2 separate regions of the Hermetia illucens genome follow, and region 1 is linked to region 2. Evidence: chromatin contacts called from public Hi-C data. All regions are on one chromosome and are shown on one strand. Each heading gives the region's core, a stretch centred on a gene start, on an enhancer-like site or on the middle of the called end of the contact. The rest is flanking DNA. Distances are from core to core; before and after follow the strand shown. Region 1 holds the start of LOC119656293 (probable peroxisomal membrane protein PEX13). Region 2 holds the start of LOC119653588.

The links. A called contact is a pair of places that touch in the nucleus more often than the background predicts.
Region 1: a Hi-C map of an unstated tissue shows a contact between it and region 2, with 6 times the contacts expected there. The contact joins the promoter of LOC119656293 here to the promoter of LOC119653588 in region 2. A contact is called at or near these places in 2 of 2 Hi-C or Micro-C datasets (an unstated tissue and whole body).

The regions. Positions count from the first base shown.
Region 1 is chr4:101,193,905-101,199,108 of iHerIll2.2.curated.20191125, forward strand. LOC119656293 (probable peroxisomal membrane protein PEX13) reads left to right here and starts at 1,828. Exons shown (of 3, transcript XM_038062729.1): 1 at 1,828-2,556; 2 at 2,618-2,832. The coding sequence starts at 1,967. It overlaps LOC119656292 (WD repeat-containing protein CG11141), which reads right to left and starts at 1,576. Exons shown (of 5, transcript XM_038062728.1): 1 at 1,336-1,576; 2 at 991-1,275. The coding sequence starts at 1,551.
Region 2 is chr4:101,063,901-101,068,673 of iHerIll2.2.curated.20191125, forward strand. LOC119653588 reads left to right here and starts at 1,749. Exons shown (of 6, transcript XM_038058338.1): 1 at 1,749-1,882; 2 at 1,943-2,267; 3 at 2,326-2,413; 4 at 2,545-2,737; 5 at 2,810-2,968; 6 at 3,021-3,254. The coding sequence starts at 1,834. The coding sequence ends at 3,181. All of the region lies in intron 2 of LOC119653587 (dihydroceramide fatty acyl 2-hydroxylase FAH2), which reads right to left.

The DNA of each region.
Region 1 (5,204 bases), core at 578-3,077, 130 kb after region 2:
CAACAGATCACGCTGCTAAAATTGAGGAGAGGAATTATATTTTTCACACCGCCGATATTTGCGCGATCAAAAACATAACGTTCTTCCATGATCAGTGCGATTGCCGGACTTGAAAATAATCGAAAAGGATAAATTAGTTTTTGCCAAAGGACAACACGACCAAAATTATATCAGATATATGTACTTGTCCTTGCCAAAGCGGATGTGTGAAGTGCTTAGCAACTAAGGCAGAGCTCACTATTGAGGTCTATCCTATCCGGCTACCAATTCTACTTACGTTTTTTTTTATTAAATTTTTTACACTTTCTATTAGTAGTTCTATTAGTATTGAGGTAAAAGTAGCCAATCTAATAAAGGAAATTAATTATTATTGTCAGTTAAGTTCTCTAATATTTGTTCCATATCTTATACTCTTGTCTCGAAGTGTATATTGACTCAACGTATCGTGGCGCTGAAAAAGTTTTAATTTGGCACAATGAAGTGCAACTACTTATTCGACAAAAAATGGTTAACTTTCGAGTTCAACTTTGAAAATATAGAAGAATTGTCGGCACTGTACCCTGGCTTTTAATTTTCTTATCTCTTCGACATGACATTGTGAGCCTATAAAGGAAACAGAATCATTTGTAAATTAGCCACAACATAAGTGACGTAAAAGTAGTAATGCAGGAAAATAATGCAAAATATCCAATAGGAAACATTCTGTTCATTTCCTGGCTTAATCTCAAGGCGCCCGTCATTGTCGCGTGCTGCCAACTCCAACTACACAATTAGTGTGGATTGCCTGAAGTCCGCCCCTGGCGCCTTGCCAGCCAGAATATTTATCGTTTCGAATTTGCCAAGGCAACAACCACGTAGCTAACTGCTTGCATCAATGCATCGACGTCGCTATCAATTTTTTTTCTGTTCTTGTCTTGCAAATGTCACGACCTATTTTTCGGGTCTGATAACGTGCCACGCACATTTCGGACAATCTAATTTTGCACTTACCGCTTGATAGTCGAATTCGGTTAGAACAACAACTCCTTGCTTGTCCCCTGAGAACAGTTTCATGCCGTTCTTCGACCATTCACAACACGTAACCGGTCCGCGATGCAGGTCTCGGATCGTGTAGCGTTCAATTGGTTTCGTTTTCGTGAGCGGGGCTGCTAAATTCAAATCGGGCGGAAGTTCTTTTTGTATTTGAAAAACGTTGACCTGGCCCGAGGAATTTCCGGCGGCCACCATGTACTCCACGGAGGAGACAACGCGCAGACAAGTAATGGGCGATGTTCCCTGGCGATAACAATTGACGTCAATTTTGAAGGGAAAGTTCTATGAAAAAGATGAACTCACCTCATTACGAAGCTTTTGGATTTCCCCGGATGCTCGATTATACCAAAAGACGATGCCGGCATCCGTCCCGAGGGCAATAAACTCCGGAACGGCAGCCACGGATGTTATGTTCAGGTTCTGTGAAAAGATACCTTTCTGAATGCGAGCCGGGACTTTTTCCAGCAGATCAGTCAACGGTGCCCATTCCCTTAGACTTTCGACGTCATAATTATCCATTTACGGTACCGTAGTGAGAAGAACCTAACCGTAACTTAATACGCGCCCCTAACAAATGTGATTCACTTGTAAGAGTCGGGAAACTTTGTAAACAAAATGTGTGCCACACACGAAAATATATCATCTGACGGGCAACGGCAGGGCTGTGCGAAACCTACTGTCAGTAATCAGCTGATGGAAATGATTGGGGACCGTTCTGAGGATGAATTGCTTCGCACACCCTCAAACAGAAAGCGAATCAATAACTGAGTATGTGTGCAACTGTATCGCGGAGTACAAAGTTCTGAAATGACAAGTGAAACCATCGAGACGTAAATTTGATCTTACCGAGCAAAGAAACCAAATCCGGAGTCTGGGATTAGTCGCGGCGTTTCTATAAAATAAATATTTGTTCGCGCATAAATTGCAAGTATCAATGGCGCACAATCTCGGCAACTTTAGATCCCCGGTATTAGCGGAACCTCGTTTAATTCCAGGCGGATCTGCGAATCTAATCCAAACGCCTTTAGGAAATGTCCGGTCGAATCAAATAGTGAGCTCGGTGCCTCCTCCGCTGCCGCCTCCCCTAAATGGGCAGTCCAATAGTTACTCCTATGGCGGCGGGAGTCCTTACATGGGGTACAACAGTTACAATAGTTATAGCCCAATGTACGGGGGCTACGGCAGTGGAGGTCTCGGAGGATATGGTGGTTTTGGAAGTGGATTTGGTAGTTACGGAGGATACGGATCGTATAATCGGTACGGTGGCATGAATCCCTATGACCCAGAAACCAGGTTCATCCAGCTCGCAGAGGAGAGCTCCCGGCCCGCATTCCAAAGTATTGAATCCCTCGTGGGAGCGATAGGAAATATCGCGGCGATGTTGGATTCAACATTTTTCGCTTTGACAAGTTCATTCCGAGCCATCCTTGGTGTTGCTGCTAATTTTGGCCGACTAAGGGGCGTATTCGCGCAGTTCTGGTCGACGTTCGCAATCTTTCGAGGACTGAATTGGATCTATAGGAAGTAAGCCACGCCGATAGCTTCCTATTTTGGTTTAAATAATCACGAAACCTTCCCATTACAGACTCCTGTATATGCTGAAAGTTTCGAACATTGACCCGTCATCCGAGGCCTTTAAAGAGGCCTTTGCTGCCGCTCAGAAAGGCTTGCAGACCGACCCGCAGCAGAAGAGAAAACCGTCACCCTGGCCTGTTGTCGCGTTCCTCGGTTTCATCTTCACCGCCCCATATCTGATCATGAAACTTCTGAGCACAGTGTCCAATTCGGCTGTTGAAGAGTGTGAGTACAGCTTCAAATTTAGCCTCGTTTGCTTTTGATTTTTGCCACTTTTTAATCTCATTTGAACTCAAAATGTGTCCGAGTGTTTGTCGCTTCTGTGAATAATAGACGGATCTAATCTTATCTCGTTTTAAGCTGCTGGCGAGATTAGCAGGTTGACTCTGTGTTTTTTCATGTTGGCTTTGTTTGCTTGTTTGAACTTTCTGGCCTTGGGCCTGAAATTCGTTGGATCTTGTGAACAATCAAGTTAATACCTGCGAAAATAGTTTGGAAATTTCATTGACGATTGGTTTCATCGGCCAACACGATAGCTATTGAACATTGGGGTCAATACAGAACTTTATTGAGCTCAATAAAATCAGATGCCTCCTATGCAATATAAACATAAAAATAGCCTCATCTGCGTTCATTATTATCGAGTACCGACTTGAAAGGGTTGTTTTTATGTAATTTGATTCTTTGGCTGGAAATAGCGCATTTAATTTCATTAAATAAGCTATCACCCATCGCGTGTTTTCATTTGATGATTTATCTCTGAATAAAGAAGTCATTTGAAGATTATCATAATTTTTCCTATTCAGGCGTAACTTTTTTTTGAGTATTTCACTTGTACTTTGGAACGAAAATTACGCAATTAGGATAGAATGACGATTGAAGTTAGGTCGAAAGCGTTAACCTAGGAACAATACCGGAACATTCAAGGCTGGAATAGAAAAGGAATATAGGTGTCATTCGATTCCAAATTGCGACTACGGACTATGGATACGAGTTCTGACGAAAATGTGTTTGGACTTGAGACCAGGGGCGTTTGAATTTACACTGAAGGAGGTAAAAGAAAGCATCAAAAAGGTCTCAAATTTTCGTGAATATGTTTCTCCAAAACAAAGACTGACTGTTATTTCAAGGTATGAAAACATTTTACTGTGTATTCAGTTCTTTACTCCAATGGAAATTTGAAATATTCAAATGGCGCTTACATCTTCAATTATATCTTGAACTTGAACTCTCGTTTCGAGAGTTTGAATTTCTTTTCTTTCCTTAAACATTTGTATGTTTTCTTCTTCAAGCTTCATCAATTTGTTAACCACAGTGAGATTATTCACCTCGGCATTTTTTTTTATAAGCAATAGGAAAGTTTTGCGGTGGCGTACTTTCATCTGTTGTCTTCACTGAGATGATACAAGAGTTTGTGTTTCTGACTCTGGTTCGTCTGCAGCAAGATTAGGGGAAACGTAGTAGTTAAATTATGAGTGTTTCCATTAAAAGTTGTCCCACTCAGGACATTACTCTGCCATTTTTTTTTAATTGGTTTTTCAAAAATTATGTTTTTAAAATAGGCCCACTTAGACTCTTTGATGGTTCCGTTGAAAGCGAACACTTTAAACATACCAGAGAATGAAAATATTCCATCAAACGACATTTTAGCATCCTATGTTCTTTTGGCTGGATGTTTATCCTCTGAAATCGTATCTATTGAAATCAAATTTAAGAAAAACACTTAGTATCGAAGAACGGATTTCCAATTGTAGACTATCAAGAGCCAGTAGCTAAGTGGAGGTGCTTAAAAACTGAACTGCAAATTGATTCAGATTAAATAGGCATCGTAGTTAAATACGTTTGTCTTTTGTATAACATAATCATCGATAAGGAAGGTCTTAAGCTTCGTTTACATCTGATACTTCTCTCCAAAAATAAATTGCCGATTGCCGGACAGAAATTGCTTTGAGCGTTTACATGCGGATGGAAATTGCGAAATATTTATGTCATGGATAAGTGTAGGGCAGAAAATCTTAGAATAAATGTACGAATTGTTGTGTCTACTTGTTTTTCGGTAGTATACATATTTATTTTATTCCGGACACAGTTTAATTTATCCAACTCGCACTGTGAATTGTGATGCTATTAAGAGTGGACTGTTATCGATACAGTTGTTTGAAGAACAAATTAGTTATGTTAATAGTTCTTGAGAACAATGCACAATTGAATGTGTACCTATGTACAACAGGAACTATCGTGTATTCAAGATTTCTCACATAAAAAAGTACACGTTCATTGCTGCGCTTCCGGTTCCCCGAATTGTGTAATTATCCTAAAAATCAAGGGGTGAAAAATCGACTTATGTGGGTTTGGGAGTGGATTTTGAGACGTGGAAAAGCCAATGAATGTCAGAGCTCAGCATTGAGGATTCTGCAATGTTTTGGATTTTTTTAAGGATAAAATTTCGTAAGGCTTGTTTTAAAAATGGTATGCTTGGAAACGCGCTCAAGATGTGGTAAACTACCTCTGGGATATCAGGGCAGTCATAACTACTGAAACGACGCTAAAGAAGTACCCGCAGAGTATATAGAATATTTTTCCAGCAGCAAAGGGAA
Region 2 (4,773 bases), core at 499-2,998:
TTTTTCGTATCATCGACGGGTTGGTAAATTATCCGTTGAAAACAATGAGATTTGTTATTGGAGACTTCAACTTGTTTGACCCAGCTACATTGGTTCTAATCAGCTTTCTTTGCTATGCTTTCTGTCATCTTCCATCTCCTTAAAAGGAGTAAAGCACTAAAAAACATACCATTATACTGATCATATTCTTCTCCTCAACCAACCGTCTATAATGGCCTATTTATAGAAAAGATTCAACAGTTGAGGTGCGCGCCGGCCTCGTATCAAGCCGCTAGCCATGGAAGCGGCAGTAGAGTGCGTCGGTGGAGGCGAATTCACCACGGCAATGCAGGCGTGGTTCATGCCTCGATGTGCCGCCGCAAAATCATTCGAAGCTTTAATAAAAACACTGATTATTATCCATGTTATTCAATTTGGCGAAAAGTTAAAAAAGATTGCTATCATCGAAAAATTTTATAGAGTTACAGTAACTTGTGCAGAAAGTAATCTTCAGGATGTATTAAAAAATACTGCTCAGCGACTGCTTTTGATAGATATCATCCACCCCTTAGTTGGTGAAAAAAATAACAAATTTATTTTAATGTACAAGCGGGGTAGTGGTGGATTGCAGCAAACAAGATTTAAGCGGAGCGATTTTAGAATCTATATCAAGCGTCACAAAATGAGCAGTGAAAAATTCGCATCCTTTTGTTCAGACACAAGTAAATTGTATGTGGAACTATATCCTTGGCATCCAATGGCGCCTACTCTCCATATAATATTACTAAACCCATTGTGATTGAAAAAGCTTTGTTACTCATTGGTATGATGTCGGAAGAGGCTGCTGAGGCTTGCACTTGAAAAGGACAAAACCTTGCTTTTGCCCACTAAAGCGCAGAGTGAAAAAGTAGATGATGATGTTGTTGAAGACCTCGTAAAAGAATCTTCGGATGCACTGTAGTTATCGCCATCGAAATAATAATAATAATTGTATTGGAATATGATTTTTTCTTATTTAAAATTTTTTTCTTGTAAAATACAGTTTTTTCTTATTTAAAATGGAAAATAAACAAATTTTCGTAAAAACTGTCATTTTATTTGAGAGCTTTGTATCTTTCTTTGTTGTATTTGCCTCAATACAATTATTTGTAGTTATAAGTTATTTTAGATCAGAAAATAATTTTGTCCGGAATTTTGGGACAAACACCCCTATGTGCGGCGTATTATTTTTGTAAAAATAACAAAAATGTAAAATAAGTAATTAATATACAAATACAAAGATTTATTTAAACGTGCACAAATTATATATCAGTCATGCATCTGCAACAAAGGTAATGTTTTATTGAATAGCATTAGAAATGCCATCAATACATCTCTACTGCTCCTTAGTGATAAATGAGGAAACTTTCGAAGAGCTCATACTTGAATTTTATTTTTACAATTAAACAGCAGCAATGCAACCATGAGTAGCTTTTCCATGGGAGTCTGGTTTGAAGCAATAAGTTTTCTGGATACACAGCCATCCATACTCTTGTATGTGCGACCAGGCAAAAATGAACTATTAATTAATGTCTTTTATGTTTTTATGTAACATATGAAAAGATTATTTGCATTATACCCGGCAAACAAATCTATTCAAATTTATCATTTAACCGACATCTTCTTATTTCAGTACGCACCCTAATTTATGTCTCAGCATTGAACGAATACAAATTTGATAAGAAAACGATTTGTTTACTTTCCGTCAAGTTGTATTGTTTATGGACTACTTGTGACGAATGTGCATTCTTTGCTCAATAAAGTTTACTTCTGTGCCTTAATTTTGACCAATGTAATTTCGATTTGCAATCTGTGATGTCAATCAAAAACCTACCCACCCTAAAGGGAGTGTTTCCATTGCCGAGTAAGTTCCAAATCATTCAATCTGAGATCTACATTCCCATTTGTAACCGATTCGTTGTAGAGCCACCTCCAAAACGTGATTTTATCAGGGAAAATAAGCAAAAGTTAAGAGCCGTGCAGAGATTTTCATGTCCACGGGGAGAAAATAGTGAACAAGATGAATTTGGTACAAGGCGCTCGCATGTGCGGCAGCCACAAGCGCCGGTGCGTTCGCGTTCGATACCTGCTCATCGCATCCCCTCAGGATGTTCTTGCGCCTCGAAGCAGACAGAAAGCTCAATGGCTAGTGTGCAACCTCCATCCCGGAGAAGATCTGTGAATTGTGATAAAAGCATTCAAACTGATGATATTGACGACGAAGCATTCCTTGCTGATGCCTTGAGACGGTGAGTCCCAGAACGATTTGCTTGGGGAATGATCTTCTAACGTTTTCTGTTCGGACAGGTGCTCGACTAGAAACCAAAGGGACCACGGAGACCTAGGAAACGGGAACTTTATTAGCGACACCATTGATGATATTCCTCATCTCGAGGTAAGAATATGAAGACAGAGCTTTCGCTTCTCGTGTCATATCCACCTTTACGATTTGTTTGGTATCACAACGTGTTAGATCCTTTGAAAGTTTAATAACAATTCAAAACTACTTGCTTTCTTCCAATTCAGCGCATGACCCTATCCTACGAAAACAACCTGAACGTAGACTTATCGCAAATAAACGATGACAATCATTTGTCGGAAACGCAGGAGCCCATTTTACGTAAATCGCACTCAAGGCACGATTTGGACGAGAAGCTTCTCGACGACGGCAATAATAACAAAGGCCAACAAAGGATCTCCAACCGATCAGATCTACGAAGTGAGTTCACGTTTCTCCAGCACATTTCGTTCTTTTGCTGAGACTAATATTTGGGCATGTACCCCTTTCCAGGTCGTAGGGAAATCCGAATTCCAAAATATCTCGAACGTGAAAAACGCGAGAAAGAATTACAGCGAATACGTGAAATGGAGAAAGACCCCAACTGCCCCGCCGGACACTATGTCCTCAGCGAGGATGATCGGAAAGCTGCGCTTACAGCAGCTGAAAATAGTAAGTGGTCATTTGTCTTGTTTTTATTCGCTTGCTAAGTCTCCATTTTCAGAATTCCGACAGCTTGTCAACGAGCTCAATCGGATGCCGATGAGTGGGGAAACACTGCGAATACGTAACAGAAAAATGGAAATTGAAAAGGCTTTGATCGATTTGGAGAACACAATACGAAACTTCTCTAAATCGAAGGTGTACGTGAAAGACGAGAAATGAGTGTTTTATGTCTATTTGGGTTTTATTGCTCTAGAGTTTTAATGGAAATATAAAATTGTTTTATCGCACTTCACACCCTTGTTACCTTAAGTGAGAACTTTTTATTTGAGTCTGCTAAGTGACAAATAACAGAATAAAGAGCAAAAACTTTCAAATCTAACATTAAACCCTAGATGCTGCTCAAGAGCATGCATTGACTTCTAATTTGGTGACTGGTGGGGACATCGCCAGGAAGAGAAAGCAATATGTGGGCTATTCGTGAGACCGCTAGGCAGTTATTGGTTTTTACTTGCAGCTTGCGTTCAGATATGGTGACTACTTTGGCAGGCGTACCGGTGAGTAGAGAAGATTTCGTTCTTTCTCATTAGTTCTTAAAATTATTCATGTGGACGCCGCTAAAAGAGCATTGTTTAGTTTATGGCTAATGTCTATAATAAAACCGTCGTCGACCTTGCATTTTTTCACAAAACATCTTGCGATGAAGCAACGCAACTGAAATTATACCTGTTTAAATAATCCCTACTTCTTCTTTGTGGCCTGTGAGTTTGGGCCTAAAAATATACTCTAAAGTCTAATCTGCTTGCCGTAAAAAAACACTGAACGGGGTAGGTCACTACTCCATCCCCAACTTGCAAATTTCGAGACTCGGATAGGGACTGACCTTACGTCGAACACCCATTGTTATCGAAAACCGACAATGATTGGTTCCTGGAATGCCCGCACGTTCCTCGGCAACGCTAGCGAGGGCCCTCCAAATGCTCGCTGGACATTCTGAGCTTAAGCGGAGTAATCCCTCTTGTTACACTTATGGTAATGTGCTTTTGTACACTGGAAAGTCAAGTGGTGCGAGACGCGAATCCGGTGTCGAGTTGCTTCTAACGGCTACCGCAATTCGCACTCTCTTCACCTGGAAGCCGGTTTCTGACAGACTTCCAAGTGCAAGATTCCGGTCTAGGTTAAGGAGCATCGCAATTGTACAATGCTATACACCAACGGAGAGTTTCTGATAAGGTAGAGAAGGATGCTTTCTACGAACAATTAAACGCAGTTCAGGGGAGGTGATAGGTGATTTGAATGACAACGTGGGATCTGACAACACCTTGCTCGAATATGTGATGGGGACCATAATGTCGGGAGGTTCATAAATTTCTACCACTTCCACCGCCTCCTCATTGTTGGCACATTCCATAGGGTCAGTTAGGTTTCAACTGACCGATACTGTACGAGTAATCGGAGTGACGACTTTACAATTAGTAGCATATTTAAAAGCTGCCTCCTGGGCATGTGTGACAAGAGGGGTACTGACATCGGCCTCAAAAAAATCACCATCGGATAATCGCTTACGTCCGCTTGTGTGCTGCGTTCACCGGGGAACTGCGAGTGTGACAATTGGAAGGATTTCTGCGTGCTCCCTGCCGTCGCAAAGATAATAGCTAAAATCATCTTGGAAAGTATCAAAAAACCGTTTAAACGCGTGGCTGCTGGAGAGAAGGCAAGTTTCCGCTCCAGATCCCCTGCAGTGACCACATCAACACCCTACATATCATTTTGGAACAGTGCGCGGAATTTGGATCTTCGTTTTATCTGCTGTC